2 separate regions of the Mus musculus genome follow, and region 1 is linked to region 2. Evidence: chromatin contacts called from public promoter capture Hi-C data. All regions are on one chromosome and are shown on one strand. Each heading gives the region's core, a stretch centred on a gene start, on an enhancer-like site or on the middle of the called end of the contact. The rest is flanking DNA. Distances are from core to core; before and after follow the strand shown.

The links. Capture Hi-C pulls out chosen DNA fragments and counts their contacts.
Region 1: a contact with region 2 is called in a promoter capture Hi-C map of pancreatic islet. The contact joins the promoter of Rbm47 here to the promoter of Smim14 in region 2. A contact is called at or near these places in 2 of 115 datasets of contacts at active chromatin or transcription factors (large pre-B cells and pancreatic cancer cells) and 1 of 9 other capture datasets (pancreatic islet).

Annotation. Positions count from the first base shown.
Region 1 is chr5:66,150,325-66,154,965 of GRCm38.p6, reverse strand. Rbm47 (RNA binding motif protein 47) reads left to right here and starts at 3,012. Exons shown (of 8, transcript NM_001127382.2): 1 at 3,012-3,111; 2 at 3,265-3,427. Gm26725 (a long non-coding RNA gene) reads right to left here and starts at 3,962. Exons shown (of 5, transcript XR_001785070.2): 1 at 3,493-3,962; 2 at 1,948-1,994.
Region 2 is chr5:65,491,032-65,495,748 of GRCm38.p6, reverse strand. Smim14 (small integral membrane protein 14) reads left to right here and starts at 2,866. Exons shown (of 5, transcript NM_133697.4): 1 at 2,866-3,013.

The sequences.
Region 1 (4,641 bases), core at 1,763-4,262, 660 kb before region 2:
AAGCTCAGAACAGCCAAGCAGCTTGTGTGGCATCATTCATCTCAGAGGTTAAACTGAAACCAGGTCTCTCCGTGAATGTGTACAATGTGTGTATGACTGAGCATGTATGTGTGTGTGTGTGCGTGTGTGCTCAAGCATGTGTGGAGGTCAGAGACAACCCCGGAGGTTGGACCTTGCCTTCCAACTCAGGTGAGACAGACTCTCTTTGTTGTTTGCCACTGTGTGTGGCAGGCCAGCTGACCCATTTGCTTTCCAGGGAGTCTTCTGTTCCTACCTCCCGTGTCACCACAGAAGCACATGGGTTTCAGTGTGTTCTAACTCAGGTTCCCACACGGGTGCAACAAGTGTTAGCCACTGAGCCATCTCCCCAGCCCAAGATTCAAACCTTCCTGTTCTTTGTACTGATTCTGGAACACTACCTCAGAGGCAGGATGGGACAGAGGCAGAAAGTCCAAGTCATGGGGCTCAAGGGCTAATGTGACTCGGAGTAGGATGTTGTGGGCATGAGGGCCATCCACAAAACAGAAATAACTAAAGCTTGTTTTATTTTTCCATAGTCTGCATTGTGTTGTTTTGGTTTTGAGACAGTTTTCCTTGTATAGCTTTGGCTGTCTTAGAACTTGCTCTTGTAGACCAGGCTGGCTTCAAGCTCACCAAGATCTGCCTGCCTCTGCCTCCCGAGTCCTGGGGTTACAGTACCTAAGCCATCACCAGGCTCATCCATCACCTGCCATTTAAAAAGTTTATTTAGCCAGGTGTGGTTGCACTGGAGCAGGAAGGTAGCTTAAGCACTTATGTTCAAGAGCAGCCTGGGTGCCATTGGTGCAATGCAGTCTCTAAAAAAAAATCTGAGTTATCTTTGCCATACTTATAGGGAGAGGAGTAGAAAGTAGGGAAAATAATCACATGTTTTACTTGACCAGCCTGGGCTATATGGAATCTTGTCTTAATCCCCCTTTCACCCCTTTTACACTTCCTAAAAACCAACTCACAAAAGAATCATACTCACTTGGAAGCTGGGTGTATCAGTGCGTGCGTGCGTGCGTGCGTGCGTGCGTGCGTGCGTGCGTGCGTGCGTGTGTGTGTGTGTGTGTGTGTGTGTGTGTGCAATCCCATCACTGGGAACTGAAGCAGGAGGATAGCAAGTTCACACAACAGCCTGGGATGCGGTGCTACAGTGTTATGCAAACGAGCCACAATAGCACAGCAGTTTACTGTATCAATGAGCAGACAGGAAAAGTGCAGGCAGCAGTTGAGCACTTGAGGCAAAGGAGCAGACTCGGAAGCACACAGGAAGACTTGCTTCCTGGAGCCTGTGCCTTTCTCAGGGGCTCAGTTCCCAGGTGCAGCTAGCACTACATCACAGGGCTTCTACACATTTGCATTCATTCGAGGCCAAGGCTCAACAACTGAGCTGCACCTCTTTCATCTTCCCTCCCTTCCTCTCCTTCCCTCCCTTTCTTCGCTGTTGACTTTGTTGCTGACTTTAACAGACCCCGTTGCTCTAATCTCTGTGGTCCTCTCATCTCAAGGCTGGGCCCAGAGCTTCCTATGGAAAAACCTATCTTGAAGCACAGAGCTGTGCCTCCTGTAGCTCAGAAAGTCTCTTGGAAACTGGTTTCGAAGCCTTTTTTACAGCTGCGGAGTCTTGGTGGCTAACTAACTGTATCAACCCCTAGAACAGTTCGGAACTGGGAGTTTTCTACAGTCTGCGATTCTCAGTACATGTGTGCACCTATCGACAAAGTCTTGATTCTGAATTCAGAACATGGTTAAACTGGCCTGGCTTGACTTTTGCTGCCTAAAAGATAAAAGATCGAAGATCAAAAGGATGGAGAACTTCAGAATTCCTGGCTGGCTTCAGGAATTACTTTTACTAATGGTGGTAAGATCTGACTTTTCGATTAGACTGGAAAGGTCGGCACTCGGGAAAGTTGGCCTGCTTACCTAACCTCTGTACGGACAGTGTCTTCACCTCCAGACCTGAGGCAGACCTGAGGATCAGATTAAGGAAATGGGTGAAAGGGTTCCTGAGTAAGAAAGACCTCAATATAAAGAGATTAGGATTTCTTCATTTATATGTCAAGTTAAAAGGAACATAAATACCCCCTCTACCCTCCACTATTACTATGGATGATATCTATGAGTTTTCAAAGCCTCCACCACACCCCACACGCCCCACATTCACAGATCTTCAAACTGCATGGTTCACTGTTATCTAGCACTGACTTTTTGTTTTTGTTTTGTTTTGTTTTGTTTTTGTTTTTGTTTTTTTTTTTTTTTTGAGACAGGGTTTCTCTGTGTAGCCCTGGCTGTCCCGGAACTCACTCTGTAGACCAGGCTGGCCTCGAAATCAGAAATCTGCCTGCCTCTGCCTCCCAAGTGCTGGGATTGGGATTAAAGGCGTGCTCACCACCGCCCCGCTAGCACTGACTTTTAACCTATGGAGTAACTTGCAGGGTGGCAGGTCAGGTCTAGTGCCTAAATCTGAGTCAGAATTACGCGCGTGACACAGACGTTGGATTTGCACTTCATGGAAGGCAGGGCCAACTTCTCTCCACTTCCCTTGAAACTTGTACACGAGTCGAAAATCAGTTGCACACCCCTTCACAAAGACTTCGTCTTTCCTTCTCCTTGAAACTGTCCACAGTGAAAGCAAAACTCCCATCCTTAGAATCTTCCAGAAACTCAGAGCTGGAGGGTAATTAACTTGCTCACAGATAGTGAGGGCAGAGTTGGGTCTGGAGCCTCCTTCTAACATCCATTGCACGTTTTTCTACGGGGGGGGGGCGGATTATACATAATAATAGTATCACTAACAACAGTGGCTAACGCTATATGCCGATATTCTATCAGCTTCCATTTAACTAGATGGGGGGGGTAGTTTTGGGTCCTTCTTTTAATTAAAGTAGCCTACTGTGAAACAGTATTTTTTTTTTCAGTTGCATGACATTGCAACCCGAAATCACAACTTTAGGTTCCTTGTGGTGCCCGCTTCCTCTTCTAGTTTGTTTAGTCACAGAATTCGATTCCTGTTGGCTGTTTCCGCGCTGCAAACAGGCTTAGCGCTCCATTGAAATGCGGGAGGCTCCTTAATTCTTGTATAAACAGGTAACCCGAGGGGTGGGGCGGGGGCCGCGGCCCTAGGGTGGGTTTCCTGGGAGTGGGGATGGGGGTCAGACTTAGTTCCCCTGTGATCAGAGGCAAGGTTAAAGGAGGGCTTGGCTGAGGTTTCTCCTTGCACTGTTTTTGTTCCCTTTCTAGAAACCAGCTGTAACACTAGGTCAGAGCGCATTCAGAATGAGCCACTTTGAACGAGCAGCGGCGCCCAGGCCCCAGGCCCTGCTGTGAAGGCTCCGGCAAAGGTCAGAGCTCCGGCCCCCCGTGACGTGCCTGCCTGTGCTCTCCGAGCTATGCTCAGCCTCAGGTAAGAACAGCCCAGGAGGTCCTGGCTTCCTGCAGGCCCGCGGCGGGGCTCGTCTGCCGCCCTACCTGCTCCAGCGCCTTCCTGCCCCGCAAGGCCGGGGGCGGTGGCACTGCTCACCCCGGGAGTCAGGCGCAGGGTCCTTAGTCCTTGGTGCAGGCTCAGGGTGGCTTACTCTAAACAGCCATAGGCGGCCGGAAGCCACTCTTCTAGATGTCCCCAGGTGGGGCAGGTGCCACTTCTGGGGTCCCTTCTGAATGTCTGAAATGGATGTGACTTTTTGAGCGGCCAAAGTTCGTAAATCCTCCGCATCGGGGCCAGTCCGATATGATTTTTTTTTTTTTTTAAACCTTCAGCTAAGGTATCCGCGCTTCTAAAACAACAGGAATGTTGCACTGGCCTTCGGCCAGCGGAGGCTCAGCGAGCAGGATAAAATTTCAGTGCAGATTTACGGGAAGTTGCCGGTGTTGGGAGTAAAAATCTGGTTTGGTGAGTTTAAGGGAAGGGAGTATACGAGACAACCTTGCTACTGTGAGGCGAATGGCCTCGTCTGGGGGAGGGCAGGAGGCGGAGGGAGGGAACCGGGAAGAGCAGGGATTGCAGAGGCACCGATTGCAGCCGGACTCCGCCGCGCTCCGCGGGATCCGACCCTGTGCCGCTCCGCCCGGGCCACAGCCGCACCGCAGCCGGCTCGTACGACCCAGCCCAGCCGGCCGCCGAGCGCCCGGACCCGGAGAAGCCAGGCTCTGGGCCGGGAAGACGTTTCTTACCGCAGGTCACTCAGGCTAAGAAATTGTGACAAACTGGAATTCCCAGAACCCGGGAAGAGTTAAAGCCTAGAGCGATCTGATCTGTTGCTTTAAGCCGCACGGTGGGAAGTAGTTTGGAGACTCTTTAATTTAGTTTTCTATTTAAAAGTGTGCGGCCAGCGAAGATGTTGTAGGTGACTTCCTAGCCTTGTAGATTGCTACCGGGCTGTGAATGGTATTAATTTCTGAAGTGAGCGACGCCAAGTACTTACGGAAGGTAAGGTGGACTTTTGGCAGTTCTGACTACTGTCCCCATAGAGTCCTGACTTTTGGGAAAAAACAAACAAACAACATCTTTCTCTCTCTATTTCTTTCCCCCTTAGTATTAATCTCTCATTTGATCGTCTTCCTTCTTTAGTGGGAAGTTAAAGGGTTTATAAAAAGATTTTTTTTTTTAAAGCTTCAGCT
Region 2 (4,717 bases), core at 1,617-4,116:
GGGAGGGAAGCACCTGAGGTAATCATTCTTGGGAATTAGGGTGAGGTCTGCCCCTACTGATAGCAAAAAGGTCACCAGGTCATTAACTAACAACATCCACTTTCAGCTTTGGGGATGGAATTCGGGTATTTGATTTTATCTCCTCTGTTGGGAAGACACAAGTGTTAACATTCCTGGTTCTCCTGGTGCTGTGTGAGTACAAGGACCTCATGTCTCCAAAAGAAGCACAAATATAATGAAAATATGTTGTATTTTAACACTAGTAATGGTGTAAAATTCTGAGCCCAAAAATGCTCTTGAAACTATGGAACTGAAAGGGCAGAATTAGGAATTATACCTCAATAAGGATGTTAAAATACAAAAGAATTCTTAGAAAATTAATTTTCAGTAAATCTGAAATGAATTAGACAACATACATATGCTTAGGTAAAAGAAAAATGAGATAGACGAATATGGTGTCACCTGAAGAAAACAAGATATGTAAAAATAAACAAATATTTTTGTAAAATATTCTTGCATAAGGCAGCAGTGATAACAGCGTAATGTTTGTAACCTATCAAGAGTTGAAGTAAACATTTCTGGGCATGGCAGTGCAAGCCTTTAACCCCAGCCCCTGAAGGCAGAAGCTGGTAGATCTACGTTCCAGGCCACCCTGGTCTACAGAATGAGTCCCAGAACAGGCAGGGCTTCAGAGAGAAACCTTGTCTCAGAAAAAGAAAGAAATGTCAAGAGCATCCAATAGGATGGGAACAATTACAAATGCCATCTTGGGCCCTAGAAAGATGGCTCAGAGTTTGAAAGCAGTGGCTGCTCTTCTAGAGGACCTGGTTTCAATTTCCAGCCCCCACATGGCAGCTCAGCACTGTCTTGTGGCTCCAGTTCCAGGGGGATCCGACACTCTCACACAGACATACATGCAGTCAAAACCAATGCACATAGAAGTAAAAATAAGTTACATATATGTGTATGAAATGCTGTCTTCATAAAGTGCTAGTATTACATGAAAAAGGATAGTGTCACTTGGTTGATGTAGAATCTCTGAAAATATTTCATGCAGACGTCAAAGAAAATAGGTGACTTTAAGGAATAAAGTAAAAATAACGCATACAAGTGGATTACAAGCTGGGAAGTCAGGTTCGTGGTGTATTTGTTTGGCAAGTGGTCGAGACAGGGTTTCTCTGTGTAGCCCTGGCTGTCCTGGAACTCACTTTGTAGACCAGGTTGGCCTCCAACTCAGAAATCTGCCTTGTCTCTGCCTCCCAAGTGCTGGGATTAAAGGCGTGCACCACCACCGCTTTTTGTTTTGTTTTGTTTTTTCAAGACAGGGCTTCTCTGTGTAGCCCTGGCTCTCCTGGAACTCTATGGACCAGGGAGCCTTAAACTCAAGAGTTCCACAGACCTTCCCTTCCTCGTGCTGGGATTAAGGGGATGTGCCATCACTTCCCGGAGCAGTTTTGTTTTTCTCAGCTCAGCCACTGAGAATCATGAAGGTTTCTTTCCTCTGTTTTAAATATGGGATGTTTCTTCATTGAAATTTTGTAGTTACAGTGTGTACCAGGGAAGACAGAGCTCCCCTGCTTGTTTTCGCTGGTCGGGTTTTGTTTTCTTTTCTAACTTGTAACCTTACCAAAGAAAGCAGGCCATACCTCAGTAGAACACGGATTGTGAACCATGTAGCCAAAGACAGACTGTGCAGCACTGTTTTAAAGGGTTTTGTTTTTCTTTTTTTGTTGTCAGATTGTTAAACTATTAGGGAAGAAAATGAAATTCCAAGTGGATGTTTTCTGCCGTTCACTATTTTTTGTCCAGACTTTAGATTCTCAGGATAATTTTTTTCTTGTACTTTCTTATAAAAATATGCTTAGTTTCGTCCAGAGTTCCTCGAGGTCATTGGATACATCTGTAGAATTACGGCTGCCACAGCTGCTTCCAGAGGTGCTCTTTTTGCTTATCAGGCTCCACACTTCAATTTGCTGGTATTTCCCGTCCTTTCTTACATGGGAATTAAGCTGTCTTTGGATTGTTGAAATACTGCTTCCTAACTTCCAAGCCCAAGAATGGTGTGCTGCTACCTCCTTTGGCCACATTCCCTCCTCCACTAGGAGGGCAAACCCATGGCTAGGCTCCCCTCACTTTTAAAAACAAAAAACAAAAAAACCCAGACATATTCTATGCTGCACTGGCTGGGCTCAAATTCACATACTCCCACCCACTCCCCCAGGGTTTCTCAATGCAGCCCTGGCTGTCCTGCAACTCGCTCTGCAAACCAGCCTGTCTCTGCTTCTGCTGTTGAGCCATCACATCCGGCTTCTAACATCTCTCTTTTAAGGTTAAGGTTGAACTTAATTTAGGTCTGTTTTCCAATCCAAAATCCGAACGTCATCAGGATCACTCATCCCTCCCCACCTCCCAGCTGACATGCTTCTGTAATCTTCGAGTTCCGATTTTCACGCGTGCCTGATGATGAACTCCCACCGCCACCTCTGCAGGTAGACCGGGTCTCAGCAGTCATCAATTTGTGCGCGCGCCCCTCCGCCTAAGTATGACTAAACACCGCCGTGGACAGAAGCCATTCCCTCGACAAACAGACAGACACGTCAGATGATCATGACCACGGAAGACAGCACGGAGGCGACGTGGGACAACTTAACAGCCGGGTTGCCCTTCCTTCTCGGTGGAGCAACCCCACCCCGCCACACCGGAACTGCCTCCCCCACGCCGGGCGCGCCCACGCACGTCAGCGCCGGAGCTGCGGGAGCCGCCCCCCTCCGACGCAGGTGGCCCGCGCGACACGCGCATGCTCCCTAGGTAGGGTCACGAGCGGCTCCGGGTGCTACAATCTGTTGCGCCGCCCTCGGGGAGCCCGCAGATCCGGGTCTCGTGGCTAAGAGTGACGTGGTCTATCGAATCCAAACAGAGGGGAGGAGGCCGGCGGCCAGCAGCATCGGCAGCGACAGCGGCGTCCGGAACGCTCCCGGCCGCCACCCTCCCCGCCCGCCGCTGTTTTGGGCGGGTGAGTGTCCCGTCCCCCCCTCTCTCCCCGGCCCACCGCCCTCCTCGGCGACCCTCTTGGCGTCGCCACTTCTGTGGCCGCGCGCACCCGGGGACCGCTGCGGCGGAGCGGGCGCCTTTGGCTGGGCGCTGCACCCGGGGAGCCCGCAGCCGCTGGCCCGGCAGCCTGCAGCTGGGCTGCACAGGCACCCGCAGTCCGGGTGCTTTCACTTTTAGGGCCCCATAGGCGGCGCGGGCGTGCAGGGGGTTAGGGACAGTCACCCCGAAGGCCGGGCGGTGGCGTTTGCCTGGTGGGTTCGATGAAGTCACCCGGACGGGGCCCTTTTGTTGTGGTGTGTTGGTAGCTGCCATCCTAAAAGCCAGAGCTCTTCTTTAGCCTCCATTGTGTTGCGGATTTAAAGGATTCCCCTTTTCTGTTGGTTCAGTTCTGTTGGTTCAGTACGTGGAGCCGGGGCTGACAATGGAGCAGGTAGCAGCACCGTTATCGGAAGGAATGCAGGGCAACAGCCTGGCAATGGTTTGAGATCCGTGTCGCTGCTTAAAGCCGAAGTTTTCCGAAGTGGCTGCTTAAACGTTAGGATTTTAGCCAAGATGATACTTGCTAACTGTAGCGAGGCGGCAGGATGCTTTTAGTTGCCCCAGTTGGAAAAGCCGAGGATGCGGCCTTAGTAATGGAGTGCCCTGGGTTTACAGCTGGAGCGCCTGATGAGCTTCAGGAAGCATTTATACCTGCATGTGTGGAAGACACCCTCCCGATTTTGTGTTGTGGTGTCACTTGGCAGCTATCCGTACCAGAATTGGGAAAAACCTACAGTTTACCAAGGGTTCTAGTCTGGAAACGCTCGCTGCCCTGTGTCTGCTGTGGAGGTTAGGGGAAGCAGCTGCGTGCTCCTGCTTCAGGTGACTCCCTGCTCGCGCAGATTCCTTCAGTGTAGCCGCCCACCCTTTTGCCCTCCGCACTCAGACCAGAAAACCAAGCCTGGATGTTCCATCGTGTTTTCGAAAAGGGACATTTCCCCCTCTCCAAGATACTTATAGTGTTTCTGTGGAAAGCAGCAGGAAGGAACGAGGAAACAGATTGATTGCTGTCCATCAAATCTGGGAAGAAGTCTTAGGAATTTAGACCCCTATCTTTGAAGGGTGTGCCCTTGGGCAGTAACGGACCTCGTATCAAATCTTTTCCTCCTGTGTAGATCATGGATTTTCCCTCTTTTTTTTCTCCCATACTTGGAATCTTGATGATATAGACAAAGGAGAATTTTCTTTTTGCACTTCCCCCTTTTCAGATTTTTTTAAAAAACCCTCACCCTTTTTACTATTCTAAAACAATATTTTTTGTTTTGTGAGATGTTTTTGTAGTGATTGGAGGAGATGTTTATAGAAGTACATGAGGAGGAAAGAATGATAATCGCGTCTCTCCTCTTGCCGGAATGTTAGTTCATATCCTTCAAGATGCTTTTGCAATTGCTTTACAAAAATATGGTATCATACTACATTTGTTATTTACTTATTTATTTTATTTAATGTTAATGGGTATTTTGCCTATATGTATGTTTGTGCACCTTGTGCATTCCTGGGTGCTCAAGGAGGTGGTGGATCCTTGGGATTGAAGTTACAGAGGATTATGAGTGGCTGTGTTGCTGGGAACCAAACCCAGGTCCTCTGGAAGAGTAGTTAGTGCTGTAATCTCAGAGCCACCCCTCGC